Regions from separate parts of the Mus musculus genome. Here region 1 is linked to region 2. Evidence: chromatin contacts called from public HiChIP or PLAC-seq data. All regions are on one chromosome and are shown on one strand. The core of a region is the stretch at or near the end of the contact, and the rest is flanking DNA. Distances in the headings are between cores, read along the strand shown.

The links. HiChIP or PLAC-seq counts read pairs in DNA pulled down with a chosen protein or histone mark.
Region 1: a CTCF HiChIP or PLAC-seq map of the NIH/3T3 cell line shows a contact between it and region 2, with 9 read pairs. The contact joins two enhancer-like sites. A contact is called at or near these places in 1 of 15 datasets of contacts at CTCF or cohesin (the NIH/3T3 cell line), 6 of 484 Hi-C or Micro-C datasets (the 3T3-L1 cell line, cerebellar granule neurons, cortical neurons and 3 more) and 3 of 115 datasets of contacts at active chromatin or transcription factors (embryonic basal ganglia and embryonic stem cells).

Annotation. Positions count from the first base shown.
Region 1 is chr4:120,363,729-120,370,952 of GRCm38.p6, reverse strand. All of the region lies in intron 3 of Gm36574 (a long non-coding RNA gene), which reads left to right. Among named protein-coding and RNA genes, the nearest start is that of Gm36574, 30 kb to the left of the region's middle. Within about 2 kb of position 1,637, at least 88 of the 459 cell types and tissues checked have an H3K27ac peak or open chromatin away from gene starts, as enhancers often do. A contact at or near this core is called in the NIH/3T3 cell line, cortical neurons, embryonic basal ganglia and 1 more, where this site is marked.
Region 2 is chr4:120,147,154-120,153,357 of GRCm38.p6, reverse strand. No RefSeq gene overlaps it. Among named protein-coding and RNA genes, the nearest start is that of Edn2, 11 kb to the left of the region's middle. Within about 2 kb of position 4,622, at least 182 of the 459 cell types and tissues checked have an H3K27ac peak or open chromatin away from gene starts, as enhancers often do. A contact at or near this core is called in the NIH/3T3 cell line, cortical neurons, embryonic basal ganglia and 1 more, where this site is marked.

The DNA of each region.
Region 1 (7,224 bases), core at 388-2,887, 220 kb before region 2:
GGACCCTGAGGCTTTCTGCTTTGGTCCACATCCATCAGTAAGCACTCAAGGATATAATTCCAGGCAACACCCTGGGCGCTGTGTGTGTGTAAAGGAGACTCCAGCATGTGCACATATCCTGCTTCTCTAGGACTTGGTCTGGTGGGCTTTTCTACTTTGTCACAACTGACATTTCAGGCGAGGTAATCCTTGAGGGATGCTGTGCAGCATAAGAGATGTTTAGCATCTCTGGCATTTGCTATCTCTGGATAGTCACATCCTCCAGAGGTGGCAACCAAAGCTGTCTCCAGACATTGCCAAATGTCCCCTGGAAGCAAAACTCCCCTGGGGCACACATGCTAACATAGTTTGCTGGGAGCTGCATCAGAGACTAGTCCATAGAGGACAGTGCGTGAGAAGGGTAAAATTAGCCCCTCAAAATTGGCCAGTGGAGATAGAGTTCACTTGCCTGAGAAGCTGGGATTCAGTCCTAGACTCTCTATACCTGGCCCAAGTGCTGCCCTGCCCACACCTCCCCACTTCTCTCCAAGTCCACCCACTGCCCTCAGCTCCCCCAGGAGGACAGATTCTGCTCTGGGAAGCCAGCCCTGGTGCTTTGAGCAGCTGGTCTCCTCAGCCCCGGACTGGTCTCTTAGCCTGCCATAGAGTTGGTGCCTAATAAGCTTTCACGCATGTTAGGAAAGGCTCTGTCTGTCCCCTGAGATGGCCCTCTGAAAGCCGACTGGGTGGCCACTTAAGTGCTGTGCTTATGCGAAGAACAATACTTCAGCAGAGTGCTTTGGCGTAAGTGCTTCCAGGTCCCCCACTCCACAGAAGCTGCAGCGTGGGAAGGAGATGGCTCTGCAGCGGCTGAGCCTACAGACTGGGCTCTTAGCAATACCCGGACCAGCTGTGGGCCCCCCTCCAGCCCTTGAGCCTGCGGGCGATGCTTCCACTTCATTATCTACAGGGGTGAGGGGCACTGCCATGCCTTCCCTTGTCTCCTAGTGCCCAAGGGACCAGTGAATGCTCAAAGGCAGGGGTTTCTCAAATGAAGCATTTGCATGTTAACTGTTTTCTGAGTTTCCAAGGGCAGTCTGTGGGGTAGGTCAGCGTTCTGTTTTTACTTTCTTTTTAGAATGACTACTTGAATAGTCATCCACACACTTAATGAGAGTTACTCTGTGCTCAGAACTCAGCAACGGGCAGACTGAATGCAGGCAGGACGGAGACAAAAGTACATTCAGAACAATGCTAAGGCTGAGAAAGCCGGGCAGGTGCTGAGCTTCAGGTAGGGAAGACCTCTCTCCAGAAGGTGACATTTAATTAAAACCCTGAAGGCAATCGGAGGGAGGGTTGCACAGAAGGTACTGCAGGCAGAGGCCAAAGCAAAAACTACCCCTAGGGTCCAGAAGAGTGGTGAGGTGGCCGGTAGCAGTTGGGGGTATAGATGAGGGACAGTGGGTGGGAAGGGAGGATGGGGGTGGGAAAGATAAAGGTCAGGGAGGGGAGAGGAGGGAAGGGGAGGGAGGGAGGCAAGAACTTTGGCTCTTGTCCTAGACTGGTGGGGGAGGGGCAGATGGCCCCAGTGGTTGCTTGAAAGTGAGTCACATGCTTGCTTTCAAATTTTATTCAGAACACAGAAGGAAGTTGATCCCACTTTGCTACTTTTCTGGAACTTTCTCCTGGTCAGCAACTGGAGTCACACAGCCAAGTCCTTGATGAAGCCAGGCCCTGGTTTGTCCCCTGCGGTTTCCATCAGGCCTTTCCCACCCACAGCTTACTCCAGTCCACTCCAAATCTTCATGGAAACAAGCAGAGAACATTTCCCAGTGATTTAAAAGGACTTCTGTGCCACCAAAGAGTATCGTTTACTCTTACTTTAATGGGTGAATGTCCCTCTACCCAGATGTCCTTGGAACACGGAGACAAAAAGAAGAGCTTGCTAGATCAGAAGGCCTGAGATCTGGTCTGGATTATGTCGTGTTGTTGCTGTCTGATTTTCCACTTTCCCCGTTTTGAATTTTCTTAACTGCCCAGAAGTCAGATGGAGCCAACCCTGCCTGCTACTTCCTTCCTTGTACCTTCATGCTACAGTGGAAGCCAAGGGCCCCTAGGTGGCGCACCTTCCTAGGCTCAGTCTCCCATGAGCAACTGCTAAAGGAGGCTAGAAGATTTGGGGGAAATGGAGGGGCAAAGATGATCCAGAGAGTGGATCTAATGGGAGACTGAGGCAAAAACCCTAAGCTAGAGACCCTTTCTGCACCTGCCCTGGGCCCTGAGGGAGTTGGTGGCACAGAGCACCTCTGTCACTATGGCTATCAGGTTCTGCTGTGGGCTATAGCCCTTACAGGCAAGGTGAATGTCTTGGGATAGATATGAGACAGTACTTATTCTCGCTCATAGATGAAGATGCTGAAGACAGATGTGCTTGCCTGGTCACCTGGGGAGCCAAAGACACAGTGGCTGTCTAGCTGGCCTCTGCTGAGGAAGGGCTCCATAGCAGGGAGGGCCTTGAGCTCAAAGTGTGGGGTAGCATCCCTTGATTTGTCCATTTCTCTTAGCTGGCAGCCTTCCCTCCACCCTACATCTCTTCTTAGGCTTACTCTCTTTCCTTCACAGCTGTAGCTATTCTCAGGAAATCCTAGGAGAGGAGTTGTTAGCTCCTCTTAGGCAGAGCTGTGTCTCAGGGCAGTTTTAGGACACGGGGTGAGGGTCAGGAGACTTTGGGTGGTGCTTGCTCCCTCTGGCTTTCTTCTCCTTATAGATAAGGGAGAGTGCGGAAGGAGGGAGTTGGGCTAGATACTGCCAAGGTCACTGTCTAGTTTGAACCTTCTGAGTTGTCCTTGAAACTCCCCTATGTCCATCAGCAAGCAGCAGAAGGCAGGCAGGGCTCTGCTTCACTCACTTAAGAGGGATGGGGGTGTGGAATAGGTGCTGTGTCATCCTGTTTATGACATCTGGCTTGGCACAGATGACAGGCTGCCGCAGAAGCCAGAGTCCTCCTCTCTGAACTTCCACAATGACCACCTATTTAGGGAGATGCAAACCTACCTCTGCAGAGGAAGCCATGTAAGGCTTGCATGGGCCAACAGGAAAGAAGCCCTCCCCTCTGTGTCCCTGCAGGTGTCCCTCTTTGGTTCCATTGCTAACCCTCTGACCCTCTGACCTTGGGATTCTTCCAAAATCAAACCCTAAGGAAGGAAACAGTTGCCACTGAAGAAATTCAGAGAACAGTGCTAGAGGAAAAAGATGTGAGGGGAAAGGAAAGAGTAGCCGCTTCTCTTCAGTCAGCCATGTGCTAGCTACTCTACTGTCCTCTCTGTAGAGTAACTCATAGCTTGCTGTCAACCACAGATGAACTTCTGTGCTCTCTGAAGATGAGTCTCAGAGGACCACATTGTGCAACTGTGAGTGTTCCATAGACCACTCTTGTCCCTGTAGAACACAAGAGCCAGGGAGGCATAACAGGGCGTGGGCCAAGATAGCTAACTGATTGTGGCAACTCACTCTTCACAGATTCTAAATTATAATCAAATTTATGTCTGATTCCATTCTCAGATTAGGTAACAGTCAAGTGGGGAAACTGAGGCTCACACAAACCCAGGGACTTGCTTACGTGTGATCACATAGTACCTTGGTTGGCTTTGAAGCAAATCTTTGATCCCAAAGTCTAGGCAGTCCATAGAGAAAGCTACTTCTTTGACAAGTTAGGTTTGTCTTGCATTCATTTCTTCATCTTGTAGCAGTGAGGGGTTAAAGATTAGGTCAGTGGTTCCCAACCTTCCTTCCATTGCAACTCTTTAATTCAGTTCATGTTGTGGTGACCCACAACCATAAAATTATGTAGTTGTTACGTCATAACTGTAATTTTGCTAGTGTTGTGACTAGTGGTGCAGATATCTGATATGTAGACTATCTGATAGTGACCTCTGTGGGGGTGACGATGCACAGGTGGAGAGCCATGGGTGAGCTGCATCAGTAACCAGAGGTTCCCAGACCTTCTTACTGAGAAATGGGGAGTGACATGCAGTGAAACCAGAGAATCAGTAATTTGAGATTTTTTTTCTCAAGTTTACTAAAAAGAACATTTTGTGGACTGGGTATGTAGCTCAATTGGTGGCGTGCTTGCTTATCATTCGATAAGACTTGGGTTCAATCCCCAGCTAGGCCTGGTGATGCATATCTATAATCCTAGCACTTTGGAGCTGGGAGTTGAAGAATCAAAAGCTCAAGGTCATCTTTGGCTGTGTAGCAAGTTTGAAGCCAGCCTGGGCTACATGAAATATTGTCTCAAAAGAGAATATTTTACCTTCCAAAATGTAGAAGGATCTACTTTTAGCATAAAGTGGAGAGAGGAAACCAATGATATCTAAGAAAGGAATTCCTCTTTTCTAAGTATGCCTAACATAACACCTTGATGAGCCATTGTGTTTGTAGCAAACACTTGATACCTAGGCCTGGCTGAAGTGAGCAAGAGACAGACAGAACCAGAATAATTCCTTTAACAGACTTAATTTGTAGCAGGGGACTTGGAAGGATGAGCGGGTAGGTAATTTGGAAACAGAAGTGCTAGAGACCCAAAGACAATTTGCAAAGGTCCTCAGGTGGAAGGCAGAGAATGACCCAAGGATTTTTAGGGGGAATAATGGCCAGTAGCTAGCTTTGATTGGCAGGTGTCTTTTCCAGCACCTGCTAATACAGAGGATGTCTCTGGGTGCAGCATTGACTGTGAAAATTGTTAGACCTCACTTTGAGACCCAGCTTTGTCACTTGGAGGTCATAAGCACTGTACAAGGTCTGATTTCCTTTTCTGTGGAACAGATCTGATCTTCCTGGTGGGAGGTTGACAGAGGAAATGGGTGGGATGGAGGACCCAGTACAGCACCCAGTGTTCAAACCCTCAGTAAACAGCTACTCAGCACAGTACCTAGTGCTCAAACCCTCGGTAAACAGCTACCCAGCATAGCACCTAGTAAGTGCTCAAACCCTCAGTAAACAGCTACTCAGCATAATACCTAGTTAGTGCTCAAACTCTCAGGAAAACAGCTATTCAGTTGCTGCTTAGGATTAGACAGAGTTGTTTGGATATTCACTGTGGCAAGCATGTAGGAGGGTTTTGTTTGAAGAGGGGGTAAGTTTTGTTGCTGTTAAATCCAGCATAGGATCTGACAGTAAATCATCTGGAAGAGGGGGTGCATTAAAATCTCCAACCTTAGCCCTTCCTCAAGGCCGAATGCTGTCTGTGCCCGATAATCTGCCCTCTTGGAAATGACAGCCTCTCCTTCTAGGGCTCAGCCCAGAGGGCAGGACTCCAGACAAGGACAGGCTGAGGACTGAGGGGAGAGACGAGAGTGAGGGAGTAGGAGGAGATAGGAGGAGGGAGAAAGAGTGCTTTCAGAGACTGACAGTCATTCACAAAGACACAGGGAGTGTGCTTGTGCCTGTTTGCATGTGAACGTGACTGTGGAATCACATGTGTGCATCAGGTAGCAGGTGCATGCGGGTGTGTGTGTGGAGGTGGCTGGGGGTGGGTGTGTCAGTGTATGAATGAGTATGAAAACTGCCAGCGTTTCAACATCCCAGTGCATGAGTGCATGTGAGTATATGGTATATGCATGCATGTGCATGCACACATGAAAGTGCATGCATGTGTGTGTAAGTGTGTGTGTGTGTGTGTGTGAAGTTCATAAGCACATGTGTCTTGTCTGGGCTTGTGTGTGAGGCTGACTGTGACTCTAAGTGACAGTGAAGGAGACCTGTCTTCTAATAGTGTCTGGGTAGCACCTGGAGTACATACATGCCCCTGATGCATGGAATATCTATGAGAAGGGACCTTCCGCAGTTCTGACTCTCCTGACTCCCCATCCTACCTCCACCGATTTTTGCCTCCCTACTTCCCCAGTCCATACCAGCAGCACCACCACAAACCTGCTGATCTCACCTGTGGGGTTGAAAGAGAAGGAGAGGGACAGGGGAGGGAGAGGAGTGACCAGCCCCTCCTACCCCCAACCCTTGGTGCTGCCAGGGAAACGTCCTCCTCCACCCCCCACCCCCCAATCACCGTGATTCCTGCTGTGAGGGAGAGAGGAACCCTCTGTTTCCATGGCAACATAGCAGCCCTGCTTCCCAGCCTGAGCCCAGGCTCCTCTGAGCCATGGAAGGAGTGGGAAGAAAACCCTTCCTCAGGCTTTTGAGCCCCACTAGGTGTCCTGACCTCTAGACTCCCCACCTCCACCCTGAAGAACCCCCAGTCTCCTTTTATGCTCACAAGTCCTCTGAGACTCCCTAACATATATGTACCCATTCTGCTGCTTGTAGGGTCTGGGGACTTGTCTTGTTCTTACAGGAAGGACTAGACCTGAGCATGAACCCCAGATGGGGTTGAATTCCAGACTTCACCTGGAAGAGGTACCAGTGCCACCACTTCTCTGGTTCCCATGAAGGTGACATACAGGGTCAATGTGTCATGCCACTAGCAGAGTGTAAATTAGCCCAGCAATTTTTGCAGGACCTTTCTTCCCTGGGACTCCACTTATTTTGTGATGCTGAGAATGGGATGCACAGCCTTGTCCATGCTAGCCAAATGCTTGAGCCCTGAGCTACCTCAGCACTTCGAGTGTCCTCTCCTGTAGAAGCACATGTTTACAGGCATGCACACAGGGGCAGTGGTTGTAAAGTTTTCTCTGACAAAGAACATCTGGACTTCACCCCAATGTCCACCAAGAGAAGTAATGGAAGAGATGCAGCCATGGTCTCAGAGATCTTAAAGAGGAGTAGTTATGCACAGTCTCAAAGATGCATTGCCAAGAAAAGAAAGAGCAGACTGAAGAGATGAACGAAGGGCAGAAGTGGGTACTCAGAAGTGAGGAGGTGACCTGCAAGAACAGGGTCCTGACAGACATAAGAGGAGGCGAGAAGAGGCAGCAGAGGGCAGACGGCTGACTCCCTTCATGGGCATGCCCTGGATACAACTTTCATTATTAGTATCCTATCCAGAGGTGAGATGATGCATAGCTTACTGGATGGGTCTAGAGACTGATGCCAATGTAGAGGAGGCTATAGCACATTAACATAGAGCAGCAACAATAGTCTTACTATGTGCCAGCCCTTAGCAAACTCTTGTCAGCCAGGCCAGGTCAAGCCTCTCCTGTGAGGTGGCAGGTGACATCAAGAGAAGAGAGAGTCTGAAACAAGAAAAGGAAAGTTAGATAAAAACGAACAACAAGTTGGCTACGTAGGCTA
Region 2 (6,204 bases), core at 3,373-5,872:
TCTCCCAATTCTAGATTATGTGTTTGGCCAGTAAGAACTGAACTAGAAATGAGAGATGGTAAGGATTGCCTCAACCTTCTTTGTCTCCATCCCTTGTGCCTCTCAGATCTGATGGCTTCCTGTGAGTATCACATACCAGTTTGGGGGACTGGTGGCTGTACAGTTTGACATTCTGGTTCAGTGTTCCAAGGACAACTCTGGTCAGTGCCTACTGGGGATGAATGAGCCTTCCTGAGGCAGGTGAGATTTGTAAGTTACCCAACGAGTGTCCGGGAGACTGAAGGGCTAAGCTCAGGATAACGTGAGTCTGTGGTGTAGGTTAAGACTCCAGTTGTAGAAGTTGAAGTCAGGCCCCTTGTCTTGTCTGAGCATCAGCTCTGACTGCTACAAAGAGAGGGCTCAGTGGGTGCCTTGGGGACCATAAATCATAAGTTTGGATGCAGCACAGAAAGACATCTACAGAGAGCCTTCCCCTGGAGGGAAGTGTAGAACTTGGCCTGTAGAGGGCGCTACAGAACCCCTGCTCTCAGGATCCCTTTATCATAAGACACTGTATCAATCACCTACCCTCCACCTCATCCAGAGCGTCCAACGTGGCCTTGTCATGTGGCCAGCATTCTGTCCCCACAGCTCCTGCTTCTGAGCACATCCCACATGCCAGACGCTGCACCAAGTGCTTTGCTTGTGTTGTTCCATTTTTTCCTGTCCCACAAAAAAAGGTCCTTCTTGTTACTCTTGTCTAACAGATGAGAAGCCCAAGACTCAGACAGCGAAGGTGGCTTATGGGTTCTAGGTCTTCCTGCCTCACAGCCTGCATTTTTAGCCACCATCCCAGCAAGTGCCATCATATGTATAACAGATGCAGCTTTGTCAGCCTTATTTTCATATGAGGAATCTGGTCCAAGGTGATTAACCGGCCAAGAGAGAAGTGAGACTTGAGTCCAATTCAGTGGGCACTCTTGACCGGAACTCTCAAATTCAATTTAGATTTTTCTGATAGTTCCACAAAGTCCCCAAGAGCATGTCCAGGATGACAGCCTTGAATCTTGAGGTTGGAGGCAGCAAGAGAAGACTCTGCCATCCTTCAACTTGACCCCAAACCTTTAGGAATCCTGGGAGCTTGCTGGGGAAAGGGAGGAGGCTGTTTACATACTGTGATGGATGGTGAGCTGAGCGGTGACTCAGGGAGGAGGTCCTGAGTGGAGGATGGTAGGCTGTGTGTGGCACAGACCAGGCCAGGCCATTGTTGGGGTCCCCCAGGAGGAGGAGGTTTGGGTAAGGCAAAGCTGAGTCACGGCAGCGAGATCAGACAGGGAGCTGGGATGGCCCAATGACCTCACGCTCATCTGGGTCTGGCAAGGAGTCTTAGGCCCAGGCAGGCCTAGTGGGCGCAACCTAACAGGACAAGCGCACTCTCTCCCTAGCTGCCATAACCAGGGGTTGGTTGTCCATGAGACCAGAGAGCCTCCTTTCAGGTTCACTAAAGTCTTACATTGCTGGAATTCACAAATCCTGCCTGACTTGGGAGACACTGGTATAGGACCAGGTGGCATACAATGATGAAATATAATGATACCTTTATGGGTCATGGGACTATGAAAGCTTTTTTTTCTTCTTTCGTGTGTGTGTTGTATGTGTGAGAGTACGTTAATATGTGTGCTGTTTTCTTTCTTTCTCCCCCTCTGTCACTCTGTTTATCACACATCTGTATGGATCAGAAACCAACCCTTGGTGTTTGTTGTTTATTTTAGTTTTTGAGACAGAGTATTTTACTGAGATCTGGTGCCTGCTGATTGGGCTAGGCTAGTTGGCCAATGAGTCCCAGGGCTCTCCCTGTCTCTGTCTCCTCAGTGTTAGAATTCTGAAAGTGTACCACAATGCTCGGCTTTCTTCCTTGCCTCCCTCCCTCCCTCCCTCCCTCCCTCCCTCCCTCCCTTCCTTTTTTTTTTTTTTTTTTACATGGGTCCTGGAGATTCAAACTCAGATTCTTGTGCTTGCTCAGCAAGCATTTTACCAACTGATCCATCTCCCCATCCCCAAGTTCTCTGAGTTTTGGACAACCTCAGTCCAATGGTTTCACCCAAGGAACAGAAAGCCCAAGGACTCTAATCCAAGCCCTGGTCCTTAGTCAGAGCTGAGGAGAATTGAATGAGTGAGAGGGACACCCACCACCTCCCAGGAGCCACCGCAGAATAGAGGGCCAGGGCATAGCAAACAGCCTTGACCACCCTGGCTTCAGCAGCTCATACTTCAAGTTCCCAAGTGGGGTGACTCATCCACTTCTTAAATCGATCTACCTCACAGTGGACTAGATAATGGAGACAGAGAGAGACACTCTTCCTCCAAGGACTGATAAAGTGGGCATGCCCATCAATCTACCTGAAAACTATGCCTGGTATCCTCCAGAGGCCTCTGCCTTCTCTGTCCAGTCTTCCCCAGGTCTGGGTCAGAGAAACTGTTGTCAAGGCCAGGCAGACAGCTGAAAAGAGTCTTCTCCAAGGGGAAATGGCCTTTATCTCCCCAGATAAGAGGCACTGAAGAGACCCCGTAGGTGGATAGGGCTGGGGAGGGCCTGTTGGTTTCATGCTGACCATAAAGCAACCACTTTTTTTCTGGGACATCCTCAGCCTGAGTCAACCAGGGGCTGAGACTGCTTCTGAGTTCATCAGCCACTGCCCAGCCTTGAAACCCAGGCCTCGGGCACAAGGGAGGTCCAGAGCAATGACTTGGTGATAATGACAACTGTGTGGGCAGCTGTGCCCACGTGCTAAGCACTCTCCTTGTCTTCATTCATTTGATCTTCTAAATAGCCTCAGGAAGTGGACAGGGTGTGTCCTGGGAATGAGGTTCATAGAGGCCGTCAGCTGCTAGGGTCAACACAGCCAGACACAGCAGGGAAGGGTCTCTGGCTCTGAGGTTGAGGTCCTGTCTGCAGTGCAGTAAACAAACAGAGCCCACTCTGCTCGACCTGTGGTCTCTGGGACTTGGGGAAAGAGACCCCCGGGGACATCAGTACTTTCCTGTGACCAGGGGCTGGGTAGTGTGTCTGTGTTGGCCAAAAGAAAGTGCATCAGGAGCCAGAGGCTCAGAGGGCCTGTCAGTGCTTCCATCTGAGGATTCTTGGCACTTTCCTTTATTTAGGAGAGACAGTTGAACAGGGCCACAAAGTCTGAGCAGAGGGCACATGGAGCATCCTGGGAGAGGGGTGCATCACTCATGGCATTTAGTGGAGAGAAAGCAGGCTACCAGGGTCTTGAACATCAAGTCCAGAACTTAGCTTTCGTGCAATCAAGTTGGAGCAAAAGACCGTAGGAGGGAGGGCAGGGGACTGTGTCTATGGCTAGGGGGAAGGCAGGCCAGGGGGGTTCCAATCCAGTCCAGCTCTGAGGAGGTGAGATACTTCCTTCTAAGTGGATGACCACAGAGCCTGAGAAGAGTAGCCCAGGCTACCTCCTATGATGGTCTCAGGGCATGGGAATTATCTATCTATCTATCTTGAGTTTGGGTATATGTGTGTGGAAGTCAGGGTAAAATTTTCTGTGGTCAGCTCTCTTCTTGATCCTTGTTGAAGCAACGTCTGCTTGCTCCTCCTGTTTTGTGGACTCAGACCAGTTGGCCCTCAAGCTTCCTGTCAATCTCCCAGTTTTTGTTTTTGTTTTTGTTTTTGTTTCCCCCTCCGATCTCTGTGCAGTAGTGAAGGGATTATAATCTCATGCCACCACATCTACCTTTTCAACTGGGTTCTGGTCCCTCTCTATCTTTTGAACGATAGGCTGGCTCCAAACTCCAAATCCCATGGCCTCACTTTCCAGGTCTTACTGTCCCGACTGCCCTAAGCCCCATCCTCCTGCCCTCTGCCTGAAAAGAGAAGCGAGCTTAACTCAGTTTCTCTCTGTGGCTCAGCATAAGACCACATAACCCAGGAGACCAAGGTTTGTTCCTTCCTCCAGTACTGTGCTTGCAACTTCTCCCACAGCCTCTGGAGGGCGCCCTGAGGCTGACAGCTATGAGCCAGGGACCAGAACAGGTGGAATAGCCTTGGCCTTCTCCAACCTGCCTCAACCCCTATAGGAGAGAGGGAGCCCGCTTCATGCTCCAGGGGACATATGCTAAGCTTGAAACCTTACAACCAGGGCTCCAATCTCAGCCTTAGTTTCCTCTGACTGTATTATCTTAGGGAGAAAAGCCAGGTCCTTGCAACCTTGTTCAGGGGCTTATCTCCATTGTTCACATGGAGAAACCGAGGCTGCATAAGAAGCAGGGCCTCCCGCAGAGGCTCACCTACTGCCACCCTCGCATCCCAAGCCACAGGGCCCACACTGGCATTTCCCTCCGATGTGCGCGTTGGGAAACCTCGTGCTGGGGGCGCGAGCGGTCCAGCGAGCATGGCTTTGCGAGTAGGTGGCAGCTGTGGTGCTCGGCCCGCCCTTGCCTTGCCACCAATTTTGGGCAAAGCCGCGCGGCGGCGCGCTACGTGACGGCCGTGAGTCAGCTCGCAGGAATGCGGAGGACGCTTTGTTCCCGGCTTGCCAGCGGACGAACGTGCCGGGGCCGGGGCGCGGTGGGCCTGACATCACCGGGAGGCTGCACCGCAGCCACGTGCACCCGGATCAGGGCCGCCGCCAGGAGCTGGAGCCTGTGAGGGCCCCTCAGGCCCAGCCCCCCGGGAGGCCTTGTGGTACCTAGTCCCTAAATGGTGCAGACAACGCAAGTCCTTGTATGAATCACCTAGAAGCCGCTTCCCCCTGACCTCCATCCCTGCCTAATGGGATAGTCAGATGGACTGAATCCTTCAGTGGCTCATGGAGGTGATCTGGGACCTATGGAACACACATGGAGGCTGATGTAGGAGGAGGTAGCAGGGATGAGGCCTTCCCTAGCCCTGCCCCCAGCGTGGCTGGTGTTTTCCTTCCCTGGGCCTGGGCATGTCTTGCAGGCAAAAGGTGTGACCTGGCTATTTTGCCCTGCCTCAGTTCCTGTATTAGGTAAGGGGTGCAGGGCCTTGAGAAGTTTGCAAATTACTGATGGCCACACAGAAGGTCTTTTGTGTACTAGGTCGTGACTGGGTCTTTCTAAACGAAGTGTCATCTGATGACAGATCAACTCTGAGTGGTAGACACTGCAGTCTATGGATATCAAGGCTCAGATCAGAGATGAAGCCTAGACCACACACGTTCTGGTACAGCAGTTAGCAACCCAGGGCAATCTGGGCTCCTTCTTTCAGTTGGATATGGATCCTTCTTTGGGCTGGAATGACCCAGGGACCCTCCAAGCTGATGCATACTGCTCACGTTTTCATCTCTGGCACCTGGAGTGGGAGTTCTGAGGCTCCAGTGGATGGGGGCAAGGTGTTCGGAGATGGAGCAGCGATGTCTGGGCCAGGGTCCCTGCAGCCCTGAGTACATCATCACTTGCCTTTATATTTTACAAGAGTTTTTGCCTTACCCATCCCTGAATCCTTGAGGGCAGAACCAGATGGTCTAGCGTGTGGGTTGCAAGCATTGCAGGGGACAGGTCGAGTGGCGGTGGGCTGCAGGGAAGGCTTTCTGGACGGCATATTTCTCCAATATGCTCCTGCTTCTCTCACCCCCGTCCATGCTTCCTGACACCACGACAAACTTCCCTAAAGCTGGCTGGAGCCCCAGGGCCTCAGTTGGCCTGGGGGCTTTTGCAGGAGGTCATCTTTGAAGGTGCTACATCAGGAACTCTGTAGTTGAGCTGGTCTTCATGGGGACCGCACCACCTAGGAACCCCAAAGCTCCACTTGGGGCTGTTCCAACATCCTGGAATGAATTCTGAAACTCTTTGGTTTCTGTTTCTCTCAGACTAAGTTCTGTAGGAGGAAACGGAGGTAACCTTGTTCACTTTAGTGCTTAGCTTATTTCGGGGTATGTGGTGTGTGTGTGTGTGTGTGTGTGTGTGTGTGTGTGTGTGTGTGTGTGTGTGTGTGTATGTGTATTCAGTATTATCTCATTAGCCCAGGCTGGTCTCAGATTTACAAACCCAGGTTGTTCTTTTTTTTTTTTTTAATGCATCAAGTTAATTAATTAATTTGTAGACATGGTAACATATACCTCAAGCTGGTCTCAAACTTGCTATATAGCCAAAGATAACCTAGAACTTCTGAACCTCCTGTTTCCACTTCCTGGGTGCAGCCCAGGTTGTTCTTCTTTTTTTTTTTTAATGCATCAAGTTAATTAATTA